Linked DNA regions of Mus musculus: region 1 is linked to region 2. A link is a contact called in public Hi-C data. All regions are on one chromosome and are shown on one strand. Each heading gives the region's core, a stretch centred on a gene start, on an enhancer-like site or on the middle of the called end of the contact. The rest is flanking DNA. Distances are from core to core; before and after follow the strand shown.

Evidence for each region. Hi-C and Micro-C count contacts between places; a contact is called where the count stands out from the background.
Region 1: a contact with region 2 is called in a Hi-C map of rod photoreceptor, with 1.7 times the contacts expected there. The contact joins the promoter of Agfg1 here to the enhancer-like site in region 2. A contact is called at or near these places in 4 of 39 promoter capture datasets (the 3T3-L1 cell line, fetal liver, hippocampal neurons and 1 more), 3 of 484 Hi-C or Micro-C datasets (cortical neurons, rod photoreceptor and uterus) and 3 of 9 other capture datasets (adipose tissue, liver and pancreatic islet).

What each region holds. Positions count from the first base shown.
Region 1 is chr1:82,837,991-82,840,950 of GRCm38.p6, forward strand. Agfg1 (ArfGAP with FG repeats 1) reads left to right here and starts at 1,470. Exons shown (of 13, transcript NM_001368850.1): 1 at 1,470-1,899. The coding sequence starts at 1,733.
Region 2 is chr1:82,745,125-82,748,039 of GRCm38.p6, forward strand. Mff (mitochondrial fission factor) reads left to right here. Exons shown (of 9, transcript NM_029409.3): 7 at 1,959-2,018. Among named protein-coding and RNA genes, the nearest start is that of Gm39668, 4.6 kb to the left of the region's middle. Within about 2 kb of position 1,502, at least 4 of the 459 cell types and tissues checked have an H3K27ac peak or open chromatin away from gene starts, as enhancers often do. A contact at or near this core is called in rod photoreceptor, where this site is marked.

The sequences.
Region 1 (2,960 bases), core at 220-2,719, 93 kb after region 2:
GTCAATACCTGACTACAGTTGTACACTAACCGGTCAAGGGAAAGTAGTAATTAAAAAAAAATAATGATCTGAGCACTAACTTCAACAGCGGCAGGACATTTGATGACTGTCAAAGAATTAGTCCTAACTTTCTCTGTATGCTAGCTGTACTGTAGTTACATGAGAGGGAGGGGAGGAAAGAAAAGGAGAGATGAGAGAGAGAGAGAGAGAGAGAGAGAGAGAGAGAGAGAGAGAGAGAGAGGGAGGGGGAGGGAGGGGGGAAGGAAAAGGGGGAGAGGAAGAGGGAGTTTTTACTTTTCTTGGGCTAGGGATAAAACCAGGGCCTGCCTATACATAGTAACCACTCTGCCTTTGAGCTACAGTCTCAGTCCTGAAATATATATATATATATATTAGTAATAAGTGGGTTTATTTTAAGATAAATATGATATTGGGCAAGGGGATCAATAAAGCAAGAAGAGACATGAGCTGATAGTTGTTGAAGATGAACTCTGGATCCTAGGGATAGTTAAATTTCTCATGTAGGAAACAGTTCAGAAACACTAGCCATCCTATCTGCCCCCCTTTAATAATAATGCCATTTACTATTATAATAATGTTAAGTTAACCCGATGGTTCCCCGGGGCTGACTCAGCATTTTCAGCTAGGAAACTTGAATTCTCCTCTTGTGAAAACTACTCCATTTGCAGTGGGGGCTGGGACAGTATTCGGTAACTCAGTTTTTGAGCCTCCCCACACTCCTTTGAGAAATGAAGGTACAGATGGTTTCTCATACCTTACCGCAGGAGTTCTCTACCTTCCTAATGCTGCTGCGACCCTTTAATACAGTTCCTCACGTTGTGGTGACCCCCCACCACAAAATTATTTCCATTGGTACTCCATACCTGTAATTTTGCTACTGTTATGAATAGTAATGTAAATTGTGTTCCCCGATGGTCTTAGGTGACCCCTCTGAGAGGGTTGTTCAACACCCCCACCCCCACCCGAACCAGTGTCTTAGGGGCTAGCAGTGATTTCCTGCAGCCTCAAAAGGTGGGTGTTGCAGTTGGACTATGTTGGAACTCTGGCTTCGGCAGGTAAATACCGTCGTAAATTTATCCCAGTGCACCATACAAATTTAAGTCTAGAGTAGCGGAGTGAATGGGGATGACTTGGAAGAAGGCGACTAGGCTAGATTCTGTAAGGGAAGAATTTGGAGTGTCTCCTAAAGCAGCGGGAAGCTGCCGGGAACATTTCTGCCTGGAGGAAGATAGCCTGCTTACACGAAGCTCTTTGCACGTACAGGCACCCAGCGGATAAGGGCTGTAATTTATTGACACCATTGTGTCTTCTCTACCCCGCCCAGCTCCGACCCTTGCCGCAGCGTGGCCGCAGTGACTCCTCCCGGCCAGCAGAGGGCGCCAGCCTGCACTTGGCCCCCGGCTGCCCGAGGCCGGTCTCCTCTTGCCGCTCCCCCCGCCCCCCACCTCGTCTTTCCCCCTTAGGAGAAGTCGGGAAGGTGGCAGCGGCGGCGGTGGCGGTTGTCCCGCCCGGCCGGTTGGTGTGACCGGTCGGCGCGTGCTGCGCAGCTTCCTCGCCTTGTCCTGCCCGGCGGAGCCGAGCGGAGGCCGAGACCGGAGTCCGCGAGGGCGGAGGCGGCGGCGGCCAGGGCGGCCCGTGGGAAGGGAGCGCGGGGCCCCGGCAGCGCCGCCGGCTCCCGGCCCTGCCGGCCTCCTCGGTCGGAGCCGCGGCCATGGCGGCCAGCGCGAAGCGGAAGCAGGAGGAGAAGCACCTGAAGATGCTGCGGGACATGACGGGGCTGCCGCACAACCGCAAGTGTTTCGACTGCGACCAGCGCGGCCCCACCTACGTGAACATGACGGTCGGCTCGTTCGTGTGCACCTCCTGCTCCGGCAGCCTGTGAGTGCGGACGGGGGTCGTGGGTACCGGGCCGTGGCGGCGGGGCCCGTTGGGGATGCGGCCAGCCTAGGCCTTGGGGGCCGGAGATGCTCTTGCTCTTTGGCCGGGCGAGGGTCCAGCCTTGGGGTGGCCGGCGTGGGTGGGGCGTGGGTGGGGTCGGGGTCAGCCAGCGGCCGGCCCGGCGGAGCATCCCGGCTTCCCGCCGCTCAGCGGGCGTGGCCGCGCCTCGGGGGGCGCAGGCGGGGAGCATCCCCGGGAGGGCGGTGCGGGGCCTTTGTGCGACCCGCAGCTCCGTGGTTGGGGGGCCCGGCCTCTGCTCGGTGCCGCGGAGCTGGTGGGGAGGGTGAGAGCAGGGACGCAGAAAGCTGGGGATCTTCCTCCGGTCCACAGCACTCAGGTAGCTGGGGCGTGTTGGGGGCGGGCGGGGGGCGTTAATAGGTCTTGATGGCTGAGGTGTGAATCCCAGGAGAAAAGTTCTCCCTAGAGGATTAATTACGTGAGGCGGGGAGGCAGCAAAAGCACGAGGGTTGTGGCTGCATGGCTCCAAGTGTCCTCAGTTGGGGAAAGTTTTACTGGAAAAGGGTAATCAGGAGTTGTGCGCTTCAAAATAAGGATGGAGCTCGATGAGATTTCTGTATCAGAACCCAAGTGTCCTATCTGTCTGGAGAAATGGGGACTGGGAAGACAATATTGAGAAAGGAGATGGAGGTGACCGCCTGAAATTACTCAGATGGCATGTCTAGGCCTCTCTGTTTAAGCTGTGTTGTGATGGGAATTTTTGTTCTTGTGAAATTTCACTTGGAAAGGTTGCAGGTGACTCTGGAACTGATTAGATGCAATTATTTTCTGGTTATCTTGAATTCAATGCATTTTTAATGATCTGGTAGTTAATATTCCTTGGGTCTTAAAAAATATTACCGTGCATGTCGCAGTGTGGGGACACGTGTGCATGTTTTGTATACCTGGGTTCACTTTTACAGGCTGAACCTTTTCCTGGGCCCTCCCAAAATTTTTTATTATATTAATAGCAATGTACATAACACGTAGGAAATTTTGTAAAA
Region 2 (2,915 bases), core at 252-2,751:
ATATTTTTGGCAAGTATCCATAAAATTTGTAACATGGAAGACTACAGTTCATACAGTGTCTGCTATAACTTCTTAGAAATGTTTAATTCTTGATCCTCCAATAAACCTGTTTAATTACTGTAATAGTTGATAATTTTGTAGAAAAGAATTGCATTCCTTTAATTTAGATCATTTACTTAATCAGAAATGTCAGTATACAAATTAAATTGTATAGCCTTAAAAAAAAATTGGGTAGCCTTAGATTTTCTTCCCTTGTGATTCTAATTACAAGATACACTATTGAACAATTTCTTTTAACATTGAATCACTCTTATGGTAGAAACTGGTGCTTGAATGAAGTTTCTAATTTTTCCAAATATCTGTCTAATTTACTTTTATATTATATGTATCAATTGCCAGTGTGAGAAGACAAAATGAGATACGTTATGAAAGGTAACTGTATTGTTTTCTCGCTCTGCATTTGTAAAGGAAATCTCTGTGGTGGAGTACAGTCAATATGACAGATCATTTTGGCCCTATTAAGACATACTTTTAAAAAAACTTGAAGCACACAGAAATGGCTTCATTTCATTGGCCATTCTTATATTTTTATAACTTAACTGCAGTGTAATAGTTTTCCTTATTTCGCAAACTAGACATTAGTAAGACTTTAAAACCTATCTTAAAAAAGATATGCAATTCATCCATGGTCTATAGCAAGCAGGATGAGCCAAGCCTTTCTCCCCCTCGGGTTTCTTAATCCCTTGTATTCTGGGCTCCAGAAATATCCCGAAGTAATGGTAGTCACTCCAGAGCATATAGAAACTCAATGTTAAATGTTTCCTTTATTAACTGAGTTGGTTTGTTTTGAAGTCATTTTAGATTTGTAAATTAGGTGAAGTGCTTGATTAGGAGTGAACAGGCCCTCGCTTTGATCCCCGGCACCACAGGAAGTAGGGTTATAGAGGCGGGAGGGTCAGAACTGCCCGAGGCTTCCTCAGTTCCACAGAACTTAAGACCAAACTGTGCTAAATTTGACCTTGTGTCAAAAAAGAAAAAGAAGAAGAAAAAGAAAGAATTAAAAACAGAAAGGAAAATAGTTTATATTCTACAGCTGTAACTATGTCAGAAAGAGACAGGAATGTGTTTCTAGATCCTGTGATGATTGTCATTATACTTAGATTGAGGCAACCTGATCAGGTACTTAGAGAATATCCCTAATCCATGGACCTTCTCATCTTTCTGATTAGTAAACATTGATTTAGAATCTGTTGATTTTTAGCAAATTTAATTGGAAGGGTTCCAGCTGACTCAGGTAGAGCTGATGTCCTCTCTCAGCAGTGCGTGTACTGAGACGAAATGACGAGCCCCACAAAGTTTTCCAGTGCACCTTGGCCCTCATGCAGCAGCCCTGTATGTCACTCCTGGTTGTCTCAGGCTCCACACACGCACTCACAGAGTGACTGCATGTCTGTAGTCTCACCATCTGTTTGCAGCTCAGTGTTGGGATGAGACACAGCTGCTTTAAGACATTAAAGCTTATCTGACTAATCAGATTAATGAAGCTAGAGGGAAGGGATTGTGGGCAGTGGGTATTCCTTTAAATGCCTAGTTTATATTTATGAGCAACCATGATCATGCAGGTGCTACTAACAGGTCTGGATATGCTGTTAAAGTTGCTAGTGGTTTTATTTTTCAATTGGAAAAGAGGAATTACATTTTTTAAATAGCACCATATAGATATGTTGGTGCTATTCCGTCATGTTTTTCTCTCTTTTTAAAATTATGAAGTGTTAAAATTATTTAAAATGGGGAAGACATAAGAAAATAAGGATTTTCAAAGCATTTGAGGGATATTATATTGTACTAAAGCATACAATATAATCCTATCTGACATTTATTTGTCTTGTTTTTGCTTTATTTTCGTATTTCTCTGTTTCCTGATTCTGTCTTGTGTCTTCTGCAAAAACCTGCCCTAGACCTGTGTTGCGTGGTGGGTCAGCTGCCGCCACTTCTAATCCTCATCATGACAACGTCAGGTAACTTTGGAGACTTTGATTACCAAAGAACACGCAGACTTGATGGAGCTTGTATTGTGCAGGACATCATGATGCATGTCATAGCCGTGATTATATTTATGTATACGACTTAGGCCTCTGTAGCTTTCCCTTAGAAGAAATGATGTGCTTTGCTAAGAACAGGGATGATAATTAGTCCTGACATAAATCCACCAAAGTATGAGAACATTGTATAATAATAAAAATTATGCTTGGGTATTGTGGCACATGACTTTAATCCTAGCACTGAAGAGACAGAAACAGGTGGATCGCTAAGATTTTTGAAGCCAGCCTGATCTACATAGTGAGTTCCAGACTAGCCAGAGCTACCCCGTCTCAATACACCCCACCCCACCCCACCCCACCCCAAAAAAAAAAAAAAAAAACAAAACAAAACTGCTGTGGTGTGGTAAGAGCATCCAGTATACTTTATAGCAGTATTTTAGTAGCTTTATAGAGGATCATGCTAAAACAAAGTATAGAGTCTTAAATCTTGTTTATGTCCATTAACTATTTTTTTATCACCTGTTGATTTGAGCCTTTGCTCTTGTATTTGCCCTTTTCATACTATCAGATATGCTTAGAGAATTGTGCTAACTGTCCCAGCAGGATTTAAATTGGCAGCCTTGTTTCTCTTCTTCAGAAGAGGCAGACACATTCTTAAGTAAGAGAAAAGGGAGCCACCCATTTCTTGTTAATCTTATCCATGTTGCATTGGTGGCCCTGAACACTGCTTACTCGTTTCTTCTGCATCTTCATTTAGTCCACACTAGTTTCCCTTGAGTTTTTTTTTTTTTATCTCTTAACTTACTGTGAATGTGTTTGTAGTGATATGATAGCATTTGTAAGAGTTTTTAGTTCTGAGAAATAGAAATTTTT